Regions from separate parts of the Mus musculus genome. Here region 2 is linked to region 1. Evidence: chromatin contacts called from public HiChIP or PLAC-seq data. All regions are on one chromosome and are shown on one strand. The core of a region is the stretch at or near the end of the contact, and the rest is flanking DNA. Distances in the headings are between cores, read along the strand shown. Region 1 has its middle 29 kb from the start of Ccn6. Region 2 overlaps Rev3l (REV3 like, DNA directed polymerase zeta catalytic subunit).

Region 1 (2,700 bases), core at 80-2,579:
ACAGTTTACATGGGAATACTTAGAGTCTGATTCTGCTCAAAGTGAAAGACTCCAAGAGGAGCCCCTCGCTCAGGCCTCAGGACAATAGTGGACACCCAAGAACTCACGACAGACCTGACAGACCGAGCTTGTTGCAAACCACATGAGGCTTTATTCGGGAAAGCCAGAGCTCTGGGGACGACTCATATCCCACGCAGGGGTAGAGGAGTCGAGGGGAAAGAATTCCCAGTTTTTATAGGCCCTCAGGGGGGAAAGGAGAAGGGGGAGATTAGGGGATTTCCAGATCTAAACAATGTCTATTTTCAAGAAATGGGTATGGGAGGGGTACAAGGAAAGAGTCTAATGAAGGTGCAGCAATGGGCACACACCTGGTCAGAACATTGGCAGACACACAGGTTCAAGGAGTGGCCAGATCATTGTGCACCTCTATTTTTCTAAATCAGCGAAGCTAGTTCTGCTAACACTGACGTCTATCTTGCCAATTTCAGGGCTTCTGTGTCCTTTTACATTCTGCCAGGATCTTTCAAAAGCAGGATCTGCCTTTATATCAAGCACCGGGTGTGGGAAGTGGCTTCTTTCATCACATTCTTTCCTCCCGTCTTTTTAATAAAAGCACAGGTAGCTCAGGGCACTTGTGCAAGAAATGCATCCACAGCTGCTCTTACTGCTGAAAAATGCAGAGAGAATGAGATGCAGCTTCTCAGCCCAGAGAGAAAAAAAAGAGTCGCAACTAGCACCTTGGGAGATATTGCCAATTCCCAGCCTCTGAACTCAGACCTCGTCTTTACATGGGTTTCCACTAGTGCCCAAATGACAAGGAGGTGGAATCATTCCTCAGAACCCAATTCATGTCTTTTAGAATTGTGTGCTTGGAGACATCTATGTGAGCTGTGTGCCAATGGACACAGTTCTTTCTGGTATATCATTTGCTTCAGTCTTTTCATAGCAAATGCTTTGTTTAAGAACCCTCCTAGGTACTCCTTCAGGTGGCCTGACAGAAGTGAACCCTAGATAATAACTCAAATCTATTCAATTGTCAGAGTGGGAAAACCAAAGTCCTTCCAGAGTGGAGCTTAGATTGGGTTTATTTCAGTCTAAGCCTGTAGAGTACTGCACCCTCACTGCAAGCAACCATTGTCCCTTATGCATGAAGCACAATGTATTGTACATGGTAGGCATTAACTAAATATATATTTAATGAAACTGAATTTCCTAACACTGTCAGCAAAACTTGCATATTATAGGTGGGGATTTTCAGATACCTTCTTCTGTCTTGCCCAATAGGGCTCTTCAGATCTCTGAGCTTCAACCGCCTAACCACATCCTGTTGTGCTCAGGCGCTCACAGCCAAAGGCTTGCAAAAGCAGTTGATTGTACTGAAGTCTACAGTGATAAGTGATTACCGATGATAACATTCTATAGTTGGCCTCCTGAGTATGAGAGTTATTGCCTCTGATGTTTAGAAGGTAGATGTGAGCTGGAGTCTCTTTCAGGACTGTAGAGAGGAACATATCCCCTAGGTAGCATTCCTCAAAAATGGATCAATTCAAAATGGCCTCTCATTTTGAGTCAAGATATTTGATACCTAAGAGTATTCCTACTAGAAGGACACAGTATGGACAGAAAATTAAGCTTAGGTGGTAAAATACTTGCCTAGCATGTACGAAGGAAGTCCTGGGCTTGATCCCTAGCACCAAATAAAACCTGGTGTGGTATCACATACCTCAGATCCCGGTATAGGAAGGATCAGGAGTTCAAGGTCATCCCAATTACATAGGAAGTACAAGGCCAGCCTGAGCTACCTGAGAGCCTGTCTCAAAACTAACAAAGTATGATAATTAGTTCTATTATCAACTTGTCACAATTTAGAATCACCAGAGAAGAGACTGAGCAGGGGATTATCTACATCAGTTTGGCTTGTTACAGTATAATTGAACCTGTTTCTAGTTAGGGTGTGACTCGCCTTAAGCACACCTCTTTATTCCCTCTGGCCAGAATACAGACACAACATTGGTACTCACCTTTAATCCCAAACAATGAAGGTAAAGTTATTTTGTAGACGGAAGCAGCCATGTTTGAAAGTGATGTCTAATTGAGTAGCAGACAAAGTGACAAAAATCAGAGAAAGATCTGACAGAATAGGATATGTCCAACTCTCCTGAGGAGAGGAAAGGAAAACTACTCAAGGAAGAGACAGACAGCATAGGAAGAAGAGAGTACAATACAGGATACAGTAGAGTTCCTGGAGAGGAGGACAATTGAGTTGAGAGGGAGAGTGGAGCAGCACAGAGAAGGAGAAGGAGGCAGTTTTACCAGGAGAGTTTTACAGAGACAGATGGAAGAGAGAACAAGCTAGACACAGGCAGACAGAACAAGCAAGAGAATGAGAAGGAGCCAGAAGATTAGAAGAGATTGTGAGAGTTAGTTGAGGCCAAGCAGAACAATTCAGAGGCTGAGAGAAAAACCAGATTGAATAAGTCAGGTGGGAGAGGAGTTCTCACCAGAGCAGCTGAGTCAAATCAGCCAGAGTTCAGAGAGAACAAAAGAGGGAAGGTGAGTTTATTTAGCAGTAAGTCTCAAAGACTGAAAACATTCTAGGCCTAGATTAAATTGTAAGGAGGCTAGAAGCTTCCAGGACTAGGTCTAGGTAGTAGACAGTCAGTAAACCTCCAAGACAACACTTTTAAAAGGAGAATAAAA
Region 2 (2,700 bases), core at 135-2,634, 580 kb before region 1:
ATAAAAGCTCATTTAACTTAATTGTCATACAAAAGAAATCAGTAACTACTTTGACTTTTAGTAACTATGAAACTCAATTTGCATACTGCCAAAAGCCCTACACTGTGACTTATCATTTTCTTTTTTGTAAAGCCTGGACCAAAGTGTGGATGCTTCAGTCTTTCCTAGAAGGGGAAACAAAATACTCAAGGGAGGAAGTAGGGAGACAAAGTGTGAAGCAGAGACTGAAGGGAAAGCCATCTTTCCTTCAGTCTGCCCCACTAGGGATCCATCCCATATATAGTCACCAAACCCAGACACTATTGTGGATGCCAAGAAGTGCTTGCTGACAGGAGCATGATATAGCTGCCTCCTGAGAGGCCCTTGCCAGTGTCTGACAAATACAGAGGTGGATGCTCACAGCCATCCATTGGACTGAGCACGGGGGTCCCCAATAGAGGAGTTAGAGAAAGGACTGAAGGAGTTGAAGGGGTTTGCAGCTCTGGTTGGTTGAAAAACAATAGCAACCAACCAGACCCCAGAGTGCTCCCAGGGACTAAACCACCAACCAAAGAGTACACATGGAGGGACCCATGGCTTCAGTCACTTATGTAGAAGAGGATAGCCTTGTCGGGCATTAATGGGAGAGGCCCTTGGTCCTGTGAAGGGTCAATGCCCCGTGTAGAGGAATGCCAGGGTGGGGAGGCAGGAGTGGGTGGGTCAGTTGGGGAATACCCTCATATAAGCAGGATGGGATAGGAGGTTTCCTGGGGGGGGGGGGGAGATGCTGAAGTGTAAAAAAAAATAAAAATAAAAATAAAACCACAACAACAGGTAAGATGAGTAGTTTGGTTTTTTTGCTTATTCTACTTCTAGGAATTAAACTCAGAGTGAGTGCTCTACCAGTGAGCCATACCTCCTGCTGAGGAACCAAGTGGGGGTGTTTTTTAAACATTTTAAGACTTATTTTGGGTATATAGGTAATATCCTTGTTTTGTATGTCGTGTTTGGAAGCTATTTAACACATGCACAGCTGCCTTATAGTTCTTATAGTTACACTAGAACTGTTGAAAGAAGTTGAGAGAGAGGATGTGTGTGTTCTATAGCTCCATGACTAGATTTTAGCTGGTCAGTAAGCCTGTAGCCTAGGCTAGGGTTTCATAAGCACTTCTCAGCTTTCCTCCCCTTTTCCATCAAACAAGAATGCGAGTGGTGTCTGCAACTGCATTTCTCGTTCTGGAAATGACTAGCCTCTGGGTAGCTTCCCATTTCCAGCTTCCCGGCTAGCAGTGCAAAGGCACCCCACCATCACCAACACCTTCAGTGGAAAGTCTAATGGAAGGCTGGGGGCTGCTAACGTTGGGCAACAGCAACTGTTAATACAGATGTTCACGCTCAGATTCCAACTACTTAGACTTCATTTCCTCACCACTTCCTGGCTCTACTGGCTTCTTTAGCAAGACGTGGCTCTCACTACTCACTTGTCTTCTAGCTTGGACATTTACCTTGTGACTTTGTTTTTTTGTTTTGTGTATTGTTTATTTTTATTGAGAGAAGATTTCACTATACAACTCTAGCTGTCCTGGAATTCACTATGTAGACCAGGTTGCTTTCAGACTCATAAAGATCTGCCTACTTCTGCCTCCCAAGTGCTGGGATCAAAGGTGCCAGCTTTGGTTTGGTTCCTTTTTAAAAAATAGGTTTTCAGGTTGTTCAGGTTCTTTTTTTACTGTGAAGACAAGCATGACAATCTCACTTCCTCCCTCTTCCCTCTCATCCTAGTCAGGTCTTCTATGGAGCTCAGATGGCCGTGAGCTGCAGATCGTGCCTCGGCCTCTCAAGGGCTGCTGTGTGCCACCAAACTTGGCACAATCTCTCATTTCTTTACATAGCTAAATTGAATCATAAATTGCAATATCTAATTGAATTTCTCTTTCTGAGAATAAGATGCCTTAGGTTCATCTTGTACTTTGTCTGCCCCAGATCTAGAATAAGTGATTTCTGTAGAGACACCCCCCTTTTTAAAAATGGGTAATGTTTAGAAATCAGAATCTGGAAACAGTGTAATCACAACATTAAGATGTTCAAGAATTCCTCCTTGGCTACATAGCAAGTTTGAGGTCAGCCTGGACTATGAGATTTGTCTGAAAATTCCCTCTCTTCCTAATCAGGTCTTTTATGTAGCTCAGATTGTCTTGAACTCCCAATCCTGCCTCAGCAACTCAAGTGCTGGTATGTGGCATCAAACGTGGCACAATTTCTAATAATTTCACCGACATATATTTCTGTTTCTATTCTATGAAAAACTATGAGCTCAAAATGATACCTCAGATCTCAACCCAATAACGTAGAGACATCCTGGTCCTCTATATGTTACTCTCCTGAGCAATAACAAGAAACCTGGTTCTGCTATTTGAAATATATGGTTTATTTATTATATATTTATAATTATATGGCTTCATACAAGCTTAGAACACACACAAACATACATACATACACACACACAATCGCAGAGTTACTACTTCACCACTGAGAAAATTTTATTTAAAAACTAAGATTCAGTGTTTTCTGAGTATAGAAAGTTCCTATAGAGTGAAATCTATAAATGGGGAATTTAGTGAACCCTGAATTTTCACAAGTGCAACTGTCATGTTATACAACATTTCCATCATCTGTGTTGTCTTTTTTGTGTGTTTGTCTTCATTTATCTTGTCACACAGT

Evidence for each region. HiChIP or PLAC-seq counts read pairs in DNA pulled down with a chosen protein or histone mark.
Region 2: an H3K27ac HiChIP or PLAC-seq map of T-cell acute lymphoblastic leukemia shows a contact between it and region 1, with 4 times the contacts expected there. The contact joins two enhancer-like sites. A contact is called at or near these places in 1 of 15 datasets of contacts at CTCF or cohesin (the NIH/3T3 cell line) and 3 of 115 datasets of contacts at active chromatin or transcription factors (T-cell acute lymphoblastic leukemia, acute myeloid leukemia and large pre-B cells).

The regions. Positions count from the first base shown.
Region 1 is chr10:39,191,515-39,194,214 of GRCm38.p6, reverse strand. No RefSeq gene overlaps it. Among named protein-coding and RNA genes, the nearest start is that of Ccn6, 29 kb to the right of the region's middle. Within about 2 kb of position 1,329, at least 73 of the 459 cell types and tissues checked have an H3K27ac peak or open chromatin away from gene starts, as enhancers often do. A contact at or near this core is called in T-cell acute lymphoblastic leukemia, where this site is marked.
Region 2 is chr10:39,773,170-39,775,869 of GRCm38.p6, reverse strand. All of the region lies in intron 1 of Rev3l (REV3 like, DNA directed polymerase zeta catalytic subunit), which reads right to left. Among named protein-coding and RNA genes, the nearest start is that of Rev3l, 42 kb to the right of the region's middle. Within about 2 kb of position 1,384, at least 29 of the 459 cell types and tissues checked have an H3K27ac peak or open chromatin away from gene starts, as enhancers often do. A contact at or near this core is called in T-cell acute lymphoblastic leukemia, where this site is marked.